Linked DNA regions of Macaca mulatta: region 1 is linked to region 2. The links are chromatin contacts, called in public Hi-C maps. All regions are on one chromosome and are shown on one strand. The core of a region is the stretch at or near the end of the contact, and the rest is flanking DNA. Distances in the headings are between cores, read along the strand shown. Region 1 holds the start of NAA50 (N-alpha-acetyltransferase 50, NatE catalytic subunit). Region 2 holds the start of CCDC191 (coiled-coil domain containing 191).

Region 1 (7,120 bases), core at 3,236-5,735, 300 kb before region 2:
GGGAATATATCTTGATTCAATAAGATGAGTGCTTGGACTAAGTGACTTTTAAAAATCTTTTCCAACCCAGAAAGTATTGATTATTCTTTGTTTAGAGCTTTACTAAGAGTTGTATGCAATTTCAGGAAGAAATCACACCACTAATGGCAACACATGAGTCAACAATGCACACAACTGTATAGGCAGCAGTTATACTGCTAAATTACACAATGATTCTATTTACAGATAGATGAAAACACTTGATCTGATGCTTTGTTTAACTATACAACTATGGTATAGTTGTGCCACATCATTAAATACTGAAATAAATTTTATTATGATTTACTTCCCTTTTATTTTTCTTTTATTGGAGACGACAGTACATTGATTAAAAAAAACTTACGGTGTAAGCAGGTTATATTTTATATGAATTCATCTCAACACAAGGGCACATTACAAAGTTTTTGTTAAAATTCACTATCTCAATCAACAAACCACAAATTATTTGTTTCACAGAAGGAACGAGTATAAACTGTAGGTTTACAAAAGGTGTCAAATGCTACATCAGCCTGACTAGCTTTTGGTTTTGCTGAAAAACAAAACAGCAATACAACCTTTAAAAAAAGTTTTTCGTTTTTTTTTTCAAGACTAGGTTTCGCTCTGTTGCCCAGGCTGAAATGTTGTGACAAGATCATGGCTCTCTGCAGCCTTGAACTGCTGGGCTCAAGTGATCCTCCTGCCTCAGCCTCCCAAGTAGCTGGAACTACAGACTTGCACCACCATGCCTGGCTGATTTTTTTTTTTTTTTTTTTTTAAGACAGTCTTGTTCTGTTGCCCAGGCAGGAATGCAGTGGCGTGATCTTAGCTCACTACAACCTCCACCTCCCAGGTTCAGGCGATTCTCCTGCCTGATTTATTGTTTGTAGAGACGAGGTCTCACTATGCTGAGATGCTAGAAATATTCCTTCTGCCTCTTCCCAGTCCATATGCTGTCAGAGGTAACCACTGTTCTGAGTTCTTAAAGTTTTGTTTCTGACTGCAGAATCCTACATTTTAATTTTATTTGGTAAAATGGCTCCCTTTACTATTCCAATTAGTAATCTGCACTGTTCCATATTTATATTACTGCTACCTACTTTCCCATCTTAGTCACGTACTCATATTTTGTTAAAGACATTTTTTATTAGGACTAATTTGCATCTCTTTACTACAATTGAAGGCTAAATGATTTGGTTTTATTATACTTTCCATTACACTGCCTAATTAGATTGCCACCTCATTCATGGTTATCTGTGGCATACCTTCTTGCTTGAAATCACCTTCCCTAGAAAAGAGGAGATAAAAATGCCACCCACAAATTCAAACTACAATGTCCCTGGTTCACAAAAACAGCCAACCTCAAAAGGAAGTAACATCTCCCAGTATATCTCAAACTTCTAGATGTGCATATAAATTACATACAGTAGTTAATAACCAGAAATTTATCTTCTATGGAGGAAAGACATGCCAATACAATGGAAAGTCCTACTGCTACTACTAATAAAAATACTCATAGTAAAAATATGAAGAAAAACCAGGTACGTTTTAAGTTTCAATATGATAGGCAATATAGGCAACAGTGTACAATTTTAAATATTTAACTGGTTTTGTGTTGGGACTTCTGCAGTTTCCAATTTTAGATATTTCAATTTACTGTTTACTTAGCTCAATATACAACAGAACACTTAGCAAATAAAATTCCATACAAAAGCCACACAATCAGGACCACTGTTTCATTTTTACAGGTCATTCCACATTAAGAGTCAGGACTATAAAACTGACCACACTGTGCACGGTGGTACAAGTTTTGGAACTGAAGGCGCTTAACTTATTTTAAACCTATACTGTTGTAGGTTCGGTATCCAAACACAAGGTTCACACAACTCATTTGTTGAGTGTCTTAAATACAGACTTAGAAGTAAAAAAAATTAAAAAGTTTCATCTCACCTGAGAGTTCATTTGTTAAGTTAAAGGGATTATTCCTGTGAAATCATCTTAAAGGTTTACAGTAAAGAATAAAATTCTAAGCTCCCAATCATAAGAAGTATTAAGAACTTCACAGGCATAGTTACTGGCATAAAGGTACAGATTCAATAATTTTAAGTTTCCTCTAAATTCGGCCAGTTACCCATTTCTAGGGATCTGCCTTCATCAGGTTACATGTAAATATCCATTTTAAACAGAGATAATTGCTCCATGAATATACTAATTAAAGGTAGATTGTGAATAATATGACTGTTCAGCTCCATTTCTATCGCCAAGTTAGGTATCAGAAAGAACATCACACCCTATAGAGTCTGAACTAGATTGAAGATTTTGGATCGAAACATACAGAATAATTTCCTGGCAGCCCCCTTTGTAAATCCATGGCAATTTCAACACTGGGAACTCTTCAGCCTCGTTTTTCTTAACAGAACATGACAAATAAGTATTGAGTGCCTGACAATGAGTACAAAAATGAGTAAGAGTCAGCAGCTATGCTCAAGAAGTGCAGTATATACCACCCTTGGTGGCTCACGCCTGTAATCCCAGCACTTTGGGAGGCAGACGTAGGTGGATCACTTGAGCAGGAGTTTGAGACCAGCCTGGCCAACACAGTCAGACCCCCGTCTCTACAAAATATTCAAAAATTAGCCAGGCGTGGTGGCACGCGCCTGTGGTCCCAACAACTCGGGAGGCTAAGGAGCGGGGACTGCTTGAGCTTGGGAGGCAGAGGTTGCAGTGGACCGAGGTCGTGCCACTGCACTCCGGCCTGGGCAACAGAGCGAGACCCTGTCTCATTTAAAAAAAAAAAAAAAAGAAGAGAAGAAAAAGAAGTGCAGTATAGCAGAAAAACAACATTCTCCAAATATGTTGGATTGTCATCTGAAATAGCCGAACTTCCCAGATCATGATTCCAGTGGGGCAAATACTTCTTATACCCGTCAATTTTATTTCCCCAACTGGAACTCTTTAGAACTTGATGTGAAACAATGCAGGTATTGTGAATAGTTCACGGTTCTTAAACTTTAAAGATTCTTAATACAAAACATACAACTCAACATTAGAATAAATATACAGTATTTAAAGGAAAATTAAGAGTAAGGAAACATGTTACAGACCTAAGACCAAATTAAACTTTCTTTGAATCTCTTCAGGAACCTCAAACACCGATACAGAGAGATATTATTTAGGTCCTTGTTTGGGGATGTATGAGATTACGATGAAAGTGACTTTTATTTCATCCTCAAAAGGGCTGTTGAATAGTTGGAATGACTTCGTTAACTTAAAACATAGTTACGATTTCTTAATCGATTTACAGAAACAACAAACTACGGCATCGCAGAGAGCTTTTCACGTTTACGAGCTTCATTTCTTTGAGGGTAAAGACAAGTTCCAAAACGGCTTACTGATGCAATGCTTCGGAAAAATGTTATGTAATTAATATATTAAAACTATACAACTTAATGGTAAGGAGACATTTCATAAAAATTTAAACAGTCGGTCCAAAATAATTCCTGATTTTACCTAAGAGGCAAACGATGACAGACCGAACATTAACTTTGCCAATCACCTGAAAGGAGCAGCGTGGTAAAACTACCCAGGACCGCATCAGCACTCAGGGGCAATAGTGAACCACTGAAGCAATAGCTCCACCTACTGATCCACCCTATACTTCCTTAAACATGTTGGCACCCCAAGTCTACAGCGATCGCGCTCTCTCCCCCTCCTCCACTCGCTGTGACCCAACCCAAATCTAGTTGAGTCACTAGCTCTTAATATTCATCCCCGTGCTCTTTATTCCAATTTCTTCTTCCTCCAGAAGGTTCTGCACAGCTCCCAAGCGTGAATAAAACTGAAAGGTGTCAAACACCGCAGTTCCAGAGTGGAGTCTGGAGGTGGAAGACAACCAAACCACTCCACCTGGAGCGGCGGGCCGGCGTGGCTCAGAGGTCCGCTCCCGGGAAGGAGGCCCCGGGCGCCTCATAATAGCCTTTCCATGTTGCCCCACTCAGCTGCTTCTCTCCACTCAACCCACAATCGTCCTCCGAACCGAAACCCTGAAGCCACCGGGTCTTGCCTCCGCTGGCCCTTCAGCCCGCCAACAGCCCAAGCCTCGCCTCCGCCCCCTCCGGGAACCGAGGAAACTGAGAAGGCGAGAAATCTCCCTCCGCCGGTCTTCGCCCTGAATCTCTCCTCGCCTTCGCAGCTCTCCCCCTCTACATGGGCCCGGGCCCTTCTACCCCGCCGGCCGGGCCCTGCCCGGCTGCCCTTCCTCACCCTTTCATCTTCCCCGCCTGCTGAGGCCGTCGTTACCACCGATATCAACGCCGTCGTAGTCGCCGCCCTCAGGTCTCCGCGCCCTCAGCTCGGGCCACTCAACCCCGCAAGCCGGCCTCCTAGCCTGGGCAGGGAGCTGGGCGAGCAACGAAGGCCGCGAGAGTCGAGTGAGGGCTTGAGTCTGGTGGGGGCGGGAGTGTCTCCCGCCGCCGTGCTAGTGCTGCCGCTACTCCACACGTGCACTCGGGTCTCTCAGCTCCCTCCCGCCGCTGCCGCCAGCCAGACCCGCTGCCGCGCTGTGACCTTTCACCCCGCCCCTCGCGCGCCGGCGCGTCAGCCGCCTCGCGCGCAGTCGTACTGCCAGCCTCCGCGCACCCTGCCCCCTCCACTCCGGAACGTCCATCTTTCTCCCGGACTGTGCCTTCTGGCGTCATGCTCCTCCTTCCCACCCCCTTACGACACTGCTTGTGGGGCTGGCTCGGTAAGCCCTGGCGGTAAAATCCAGATTTTTCCACCCCTCCCTCTTCTATCCCATATCCGCAAGATTGGTTTTCTCGGCCCTGTTCTTCCCGGTTTGTGGTCTCCAGAGTGACCTTCAAACGCACTTGCCTCCTAGTAGAGTTTTATAAAGCTGGTTCTTCCAAATGTAAAGAAATCTGTGTAAAGCTCAAGTAAGTTAGGTGTTTTAAAGCAAACGTGGTTAACAATCGGCCGGATAGATTGGCTACCCTCCAGCACGCCTCAAGTTTTGAGATCACGTGATTGGCCCAAACCTCAGAGCCTGGAATTTTACCGGCGAACTCCAGAGGGACGGAACCCCACCGCCATTTCCTGTCCCTCGATCGTGGCGTGAACGTCACTTCCTTAGCAATGCGCTCTAACTCTTGCTGTCCACATTTTCCACATTGTACTTTACAACATAGTCCTTGTGAAAATTTATCTTTTATTTCTTTAATTCAAGAAGATTAATATTCAAGGGATACGTAAAAATACAAGCCCCCCGAGATGTAGCGCGCCGGGATGGGGGAGGCAGGGCGGAGCTCGACGTCACGTGACTGGTTGGGCCCGCCCCTCCCAACCCTGTGCAGCTGAGGACTTCCCCCCGTGGTGACAGAGCCTCTCGGTCCTCGGTCGGTACGGTCTCTGCACCTCGCGCCCCAGCAGGTGAGCGGCGGCCGGTAACTGGCGAGTGGTGGGGATAGAGGGGGTGGAAGGAGGCAGAGGGGAGAGAAGGGAGAGTGTGAACGGCGACCTCCCTGCCTGAGGCTTCCTCCCCGCTGTCACCCTGCACCGGCAAGGAGCTCCTTTCTCCTTAACCCCCGCTCCCCCAACTGTGGTCGTTCCCGCTCCTTGGGGTTTGAGATGTCCACCTTTCCCAGGGTTGGAAGTGAGTGCGGCCATTATGGTTCCCTACTCAGAGCCTTTGGGGCTTCGGGTAGCAGATCGTTTCAGCCATTTCACAGGGTCTGCAGTAGACATTAGGTCCCATTCCTTAAAGCCCGTTCTTTGGCCAGGGTCCTCACTGTCCTTGCCCTCAGCTCAGGGCTGAGGAGCGGGGAGGTAGCAAAAACCCTGGAGGCAGAGGCGTCTCCAGTGAGACAGGCTTGGGAGGGACTGTCACTGATACGGCCCTCACTGCAGAGTCACTGAGAAGCTTCCCTCCGAAGGTGCTTTCTCAGTAATTCTAAGGGTTTTATCTGACAGACCTGCAGGGAAGGTTCCGGAGATGTTCACGTGCTTCGGATGGGACTGGAAGGGTAAAAGAAGGGCTTTTACTTTTTCTTCTCTGAGGAAGAGGACAGTTGAAGGAGTACTGTCTTCAAAACGGGAGGTGTTAGTAATGCGACAGTCTCGATTGAATGAGGAGGCGTTGAAAGATGGTGTTGTGGTGTCGTGGTGTGTAGGAGGCCCAGGCTGGTTTAGGGAAAAGTGAGTAGGGTTCCCTGAAACCAAAATAAGAAACTGATTGGGTCGGAAATACTGTTAAACCAAATTTATTTGGCCATATGCTGAAAGGTAGAATCAAGTCGAGATGTTGCTGTCTGCACATGTTTTCTGCCTTCAATCCTTCCCTTTTTGTTATTTTTTCCCTAAAATATAACTTAATTGACACTCCCAATCTATTCCTTGACCGGCTTTGTGGTAAATTTAGGTTAAGTAGCATTTGTATCCCTCTTTAGCTTTCCCCATTTGTAAAACTCCCAGTGCCCTCTTCAGATTTTGATGAATAGTATTTTGTGAAAAAACAGAAATTGTTGTCCAATTGAAAATATAGGTGTTGTCCAACCCAAGTACTCCCGTTCCTGTAATGTATTACCAATGTTTTGACCCCAAACAATGTGCTTTAGGGAAGAATGTTTTTCAGTTTGTGGTTAAACTCTTTTATTTATACTGCAAACTCAGAAAATTCCATGCTGCTTTTCATTTGGAGGTCTTACAAATGTTACAAATTTGATTTTTGAAATTTAAATTACACCTTAATATGAAAAATTATATGCTCAGTTAAATCTTGTAGTTTTCTAACCAAGGTAATTAAGGAAGACTGCTGAAAAATGAGGAAGATGGAATCGTCTTTGAGTGGTGGATGTGACTGATTTGTTTTTCTGTGTCTTCCAAATTCTGTACAATAAACTGGTCTTATTTTGTTAAGGAGAACAAAAAGTTAAAATTCTACGGTAGTAGCAATTTAACAAAGTATTTTTATGGTAAGTTCAAAATACATAACCTGCCTTATTTTGATGCTCCTTAATAGAAAAAACCTCGAAGATGTTGCTTTCCCCAAGTAATGAAGATTACTATTATCTCTTGTGGATTTACCATTTTAACATTTCGTACTTAAGTC
Region 2 (6,394 bases), core at 598-3,097:
CAGGTGTGTTTTGGCCAGGAGCAGTGGCTCACGCCTGTAATCCCAGCACTTTGGGAGGCCAAGGTGGGCAGATCACGAGGTCAGGAGATCAAGACCATCCTGGCTAACACGGTGAAACCCCGTATCTACTAAAAAAACAAACAAACACCCAGAAGCTTGCAGAATTCCCTCTAATAGTCACTTAACAAATAGAGTTATCTTCTTTACTAAAAATTCAGGTGTGTTTTTAAAATAAGGGGATATCCTGATGATTTGTCATTGGAGCACTAAATCTCTTTTGGTTGTGTTCCCAGTTCATAAATTGCTTCTTACTCAAATATGCTCTCTAAAATAATAATAATATTAATAATAATAAAATAAGGGGATATCTAAACTAGCATGTTGACACATGGAGGTGGGAAAAATATAATACTCTCTTTCACTTACCTAACACTATGCCTTCAAACCATCTTACTGATAACTAACGCAGCTGTACTGCTTAATAATTTTGTCACTGCAACAAAGAAAGAACTGATCCAATTAAAACACAACTGAACTTGAAAGAGCCCTATGTTTTCCCCTTTTTCCCTCTAGGCAGTAATAATGAGCACTAGCAGGAAAAATCCTTCCTTTTTGGAGTCCTAAGAAATTATTCTAAATTTTTACCTTTCATCATCAAGTCCATATCCATAACCTATTTTAGATTCAATACATCATGCAACTGATGTATTGAAATAGCAGCAGCCTCAGTTTCCAAGTCTCCCTAATGCTCCAGCCTGTGCCCTGTAGTATCTAGGGCAACATATTTACCATGTGGAATATGTCCAATGCATTTAGTTGGTAAATTTAGAGTAAATTGCAAGAACAATTGCCTGGGTCCCTCACAAAGGCCACATACATCTACAGAATATTATTTAGGAAAGTGTAACTTAAGGGTGAAAACAGCGGCTGAAACTGCTCTGTAGCTGAAAGCTGAGAAGCTTCTCCATTTTAGTACTCTCATTTAGATTTTAAGCATCCGTTTGGGGACTGTTAAAAAGGTAGTCTGTGGAAAGCACACACGGTGCAACTGTGACATTGCACATGTCACATATGTTTTCAAGTTTAAAATGTGGGTTATCACTTTTTTCTTATCTTCAGGTGCTAATGCATCCAAATGGGTGACAGATACGGAGAGAATCTATTTTTTGAATGTTGATTGAATTTAGAAATTCCTGTGTGAATCAAGTATTAATGTATTCAATATCCATTTGCACTCCTGAGTTTATTTAGATACTTTACGTAAAAGTGAAAGGGCAGGAATACAGGCAGGGTATTTAATGTGAAGCTCTCCCCCGTTAATAAAGATCAATTCCCCCAAGATTTGCCAAAAAAAAAAAAAAGAGAGAGAAAAAGAAAGAAATGTGCCAGAAGTTTCCTAAAATTTAAGGGAGAACGGAGTTTGCAAACTCCTTTCACTCCGAAGGGCATTAGCAGACACCTCCGGTTTTAGAAAAGCGTTAGAAACAGTTCTTCCACGATGCTGGCCCACCAAAGCCGTAATATACCCAGACCCCAGAGATCCTAGAGCACTTCACTCAGGGCAATGCTGGCTTTAGGGCGGTTAAGGCAGGGGCGTGTCAGCTAAGGATAAAGAGGCCGGAAGCACAGAGGGGCCGCGACTGGCTTCCTGACTGCCCCGCCCCTTGGGGAAGTCCCCGCCCTCCAACGCTCTCGATTGGGATCACCTGGGGACTCGGCTTCCTTGTGAACCGTTTCCAGCGATTCAGCCCCATCCTTTTCTTTGAGGAGGACCTTCCCTGAGGCGCCATTAGCATTTTCCAAGTTCGAGCTCGAACCTCGGCCAAAGCTGCCACAACCGCTCTTCTGCCCGGGCTGCTGCCGGGACACGCTGGGAATTGTAGTTCCTCCGCCCGCAAGGAACGCAGGCGTAGGACGCCGTCGAACCACCACTCCCACGAGGCTCTGCGCAGGCCGCTCGCGTTGGCTCAGTTACCATAGCAACGGCAGAGGTCCCTCGCTCTTGCCGTCATCAAGGCTCGCTTTGATGTCGGCTTTGCTTTTTTCTGGCGCCCAATGATGACGTAGTACTCCCTGATTGGGTCTGCACTGGAGGCAGTGATTTGGGGGCAGAGAATTCTGCAAGCCTAACACGTGGTACTGAACTGTGAAGAGTTTGAGGGGTCTGAACACTAAAAGAGTCGAATAGTTTGTTGGCGGGTAAGTGCCCTTTGCCCTGCTGGTGTGGGAGCTGCTAGAGATGGATGAGTCGCGTCGCGCCCAGACGCTTCCTGGTTGTGTTGCAGTAACAGTGATAGTACTCCCGCGATGTCTCCTCTCCTTCCCTTTTCAGGGTCTCCTGGTAGATCTTGGCTTCTGTAAATTCAGATTCTCATAAATCGTGTAAGCCTCGCCGACACCTCTGAGATAAAAGGGCCCCTTTCGATTAGCCTCTGCTCAAGGGTAGAGTTCTCAGTTGGAATTTTTTATTCCGAACTGCCCATGGGAGAGTGAGACCATCTTCAATCTCTGAGCTAGGTGCCTAGGGAGGTCTCGGGCCATGGAGATGGCCCATGGAGCAAAGATAAATCCTGACTTATTGGCTGAGCCGAGGGGTTTCCAGAGACAGCCCATTTGGGGTGATAAATGGGCTTATAAAGCAGAGTAAAGATTAGAACAGGGTTTTGGATTCTGCTACTCTGTGGCTATGTGACCTTAGGCAACTCCTGTTTTCTCATGCAAAATGCGGACGATAATACCTGAATCACTGGAGTGTTGGAATGATTAAAAATAAATGTATGTAAAGCATTCTGCCCGGAAATGTAAACTAAAGTTGACTTGAAATTGGTGAGAATGAGGTTGGGTAAGCTCTGTCCTCGGACTGTTGCAGCGATCCTAGGACCAGCTCTGTAACTGGTCTATCTGAAAGGCGGTTGAATAAATTGTGTTCATACAAACTATGCAGTATCACGAAGTAGTTTTTTCAAAAGGGTAAGTTAGCTTTATGTTTCTTCTTCAGGAAAGACGTCTAATGTTTATTCTTGAGAGAAAAGCAAATTGCAGAGAAGTGCATATATTATAGTATGTTTCCATTTTTGTAAAAGCAAACCCTGACCAAAACACTCCCTTCCATATGCAAGTATGTTTAAATGTTTGAGAATGGAGAAAGATTGCAGAGACTGGGAGGATGGATTAGAGGCGGGAGGGAGAAAGGGAAAAGAACAAGAACACTATAGCAAAATGGTAACTGATTATAATGTGCTTGTGGACCAGATGGAACTTCTCATAAGCTCCCAGCCTATTAGAGTATAGCGTTGAAAACTAGACTTCAATAATTTAAGTCCTTGCTCTGCCACTTACCAGCTGGTGATTTTGTCAGCCTCAGTTTACCATCCATAAAATGCAGATAATAATAGCATCTATATTATGCATTTGATATGAGGATTAATGGAGTGAATATATAAAGAACAGTGCTTGATACATAGTAAATACCCAATAAATGTTAATTGCTGTTATTATGTCTTTCTATATGTGAAATTAACTTTTATTGTGATTACTGACATTTGGAATTCTACCATCTTATTTTGTGTTTTCTATTTCTTTTTTTGGTCTCTTTTCTTTTCTTGCCTTTTATTAGATTAATCCATTTTTCTTTATTTTCCCACTTCCCTCTCCAGTGAGTTTGGAAATTATGCATTCTGTCATTAATTGTTTAACAGTTACTTCTGAATTTTTAACACACATACTCAACAAAGTTTAACGTCATCATTATCTCTTTCCCCCAACAAATGGTGTAAGGATTTCGGAACGCCTTGGAAAAGTCTTCAGTTACTGTTTTCTGGAATTGTAGCATTCTTCATTTCTTTCTTTCTTTTTTTTTTTTTTTTTTTGAGACGGAGTCTTGCTTTGTTACCCAGGCTGGAGTGCAGTGGCATGTTCTTGGCTCACTGCAACCTCTGCCTAATGGGTTCAAGTGATTCTCCTGTCTCAGCCTCCAGAGTAGCTGGGATTACAGGCGTGTGCTGCCACACCTGGCAGATTTTTGTGTTTTTAGTAGAGACAGGGTTTCACCACGTTGGCCAGGCTAGTCTCGAACTCCTGACCTCAGGTGATCAGCCAGCTTCGGACTCCCAGAGTGCTGGGATTACAGGCGTGAGCCACTGTGCCCGGCCAGCGTTCTTCATTTCTCTGTCGTTTCTGAGTCAGCTCAATGCACCACATTGTTTAAAAGTCCTTCAGACATTTTTCTATGCATATACTATCATTATAGAAAGTGTACATGTGTGGGGGAGAAGGGTAAGAGATGCAGACGTGTACTTATATATACAGCTTTCCTCTCACCTTTTGCCTTAGGAAATTTTGGACATTTCCATGACAGTATGTAGAGAATCCAGCTAGGAAACATTTAAAAATCCCTTCTCTCCTGATAAATGAAGAGTGGAGGTGGTGGGTCGCACTGGAAGTGTTAGGACAGGTATAGTGTTGCCAGAAGTGCAGGGAATCTTCGTTAGTCCTTGTAAAGGTAGAGATCCACTGACAGCCTGTCATTTGTATTTACACTCTTAATGTTTTTCCTTAAGACTTTCCCCAGGAATGCCATCTGTGACACCAGAAGTATTAGAACAGACTCACAATGAGGGGAAAGGGAAACGGATCATGGTAAAGGCAAATAAAAACGAGTTAATGTTTTGGAGACTGTTGATCTGTTTCTTGAACTTTCCTTGGGAAAAAGGAAATAATCACTCTCAAAGCATGTTTTTAAAAATATGTATATGAATATGTGTATGTGTGTATACTATTTTATTACTTCATAGTAACAATTTATTGTATTTGGCCTCTAGAAAAGAAGTGCAATTATAAAAAACATTTACCATAATCTGAACAGTGAATGAAGAAAGGAAGACTTGGTTCTTCCAGCTCTGGACAAAATTCCATTTTTTTAAAATATTGATTTCCAGTTGAAGTATAGTACGTTATCTGATGTTTTCCTCAGATTTTAAAATACTTGCATTCATCCCCACAAAACAGAATCACTGACAATGGCAGTTTATTCTAATACTTTTTCTTTTTTTTTTTTTTTTTTTTTTTTTTGAGACGGAGTCTCGCTCTGTCGCCCAGGCTGGAGTGCAGTGGCCAGATCTCAGCTCACTGCAAGCTCCGCCTCCCGGGTTCCCGCCATTCTCCTGCCTCAGCCTCCCGAGTAGCTGGGACCACAGGCGCCGCCACCTCGCCCGGCTAATTTTTTGTGTTTTTAGTAGAGACGGGGTTTCGCCGTGTTAGCCAGGATGGTCTCGATCTCCTGACCTTGTGATCCGCCCGTCTCGGCCTCCCAAAGTGCTGGGATTACAGGCTTGAAGCCCCAAACAACAGAAGTGAGTATGTAGCACCAAAATCTTTCACTGTAGAGAAAGCGAAGTGGGTATTTCTCTCCAGCTGGCTGAGTGGGTTCAGTATTCTAAGCTGAGGATTTTGAATTTCATCTTTAAAGTTATGAGAATTAAATTTGGGATTAAAGCATTATATCACAGGAGAGCCCATCTCCTGCCTCTAAGAACATGGTGGCCAATGTCCTTTAGAGTTACAAAGGGTCTCAAATTACAGACTTTCAGTTAAGAATGAAGAAAGTTGTTTCTTCAGCTGAGGAAAGAGTGGGAAGGGGAGATGAGAAAGAAGAGAGAAGATGCCTTCAGGACTGAGTGGATGATTAATCACACTTGAGACTCATTTGTTAAAAGATGGGAACTTCTAGAATATGTTCATTCTTTCCTCACACAAGGATGAAACAAAGAAGTCTTTGAGAGAAAGGTAAGGCTTGGAAGCCAGTGGTCTGGGCTTCCAGGTCTGGCTGCCTCTATACTCTTAGAGAATCCTTGTGTCCAACCTTGGAGAATCTGAGATTGGTTGTTTGGTAATCTTCCTTTATCTGTGGGGAGTATGTTCCAAGACCCCTTGTGGATGCTGGAAACTGCAAATGGTTCCAAACTCCAGATAGATAGATAGATAGATAGATACATACATACATACATACATACATACATACATACATACATAGATCCAAACCCTAGATAGATGATTGATAGATAGATAGATAGATAGATAGATAGATAGATAGACAGACAGACAGATACATCCAAACCCTAGATAGATAGATAGACAGACAGACAATAGACAGACGGTATGATGTTTCCTATCTATACATACCTATAATAAAGCTTAATTTATTAATTAGGCACAGTAGTAGATCTTAGTCACCTCAGCAAACCATCTATTTTCTTTTCCTAGTTGGAGAACTTTAACCTTTTCTCATAAGGGATCACTTTATGGTTTGCCTTTGGCATATCCGTGTTGCCAGCATCACAACTCTTGTGCTGTGGGGCCAGTCGTAAGTAAAATAAGGGCAACTTGAACTTAAGCA

Evidence for each region. Hi-C and Micro-C count contacts between places; a contact is called where the count stands out from the background.
Region 1: a contact with region 2 is called in a Hi-C map of fetal cortical plate, with 2.1 times the contacts expected there. The contact joins the promoter of NAA50 here to the promoter of CCDC191 in region 2. A contact is called at or near these places in 2 of 14 Hi-C or Micro-C datasets (fetal cortex germinal zone and fetal cortical plate).

Annotation. Positions count from the first base shown.
Region 1 is chr2:169,978,559-169,985,678 of T2T-MMU8v2.0, reverse strand. It overlaps NAA50 (N-alpha-acetyltransferase 50, NatE catalytic subunit), which reads right to left and starts at 4,485. Exons shown (of 5, transcript NM_001261371.2): 1 at 4,279-4,485. The coding sequence starts at 4,286. It overlaps ATP6V1A (ATPase H+ transporting V1 subunit A), which reads left to right and starts at 5,393. Exons shown (of 15, transcript NM_001260658.1): 1 at 5,393-5,442.
Region 2 is chr2:169,674,357-169,680,750 of T2T-MMU8v2.0, reverse strand. CCDC191 (coiled-coil domain containing 191) reads right to left here and starts at 1,847. Exons shown (of 15, transcript XM_077993913.1): 1 at 1,707-1,847. It also overlaps a transcript of QTRT2 not described here.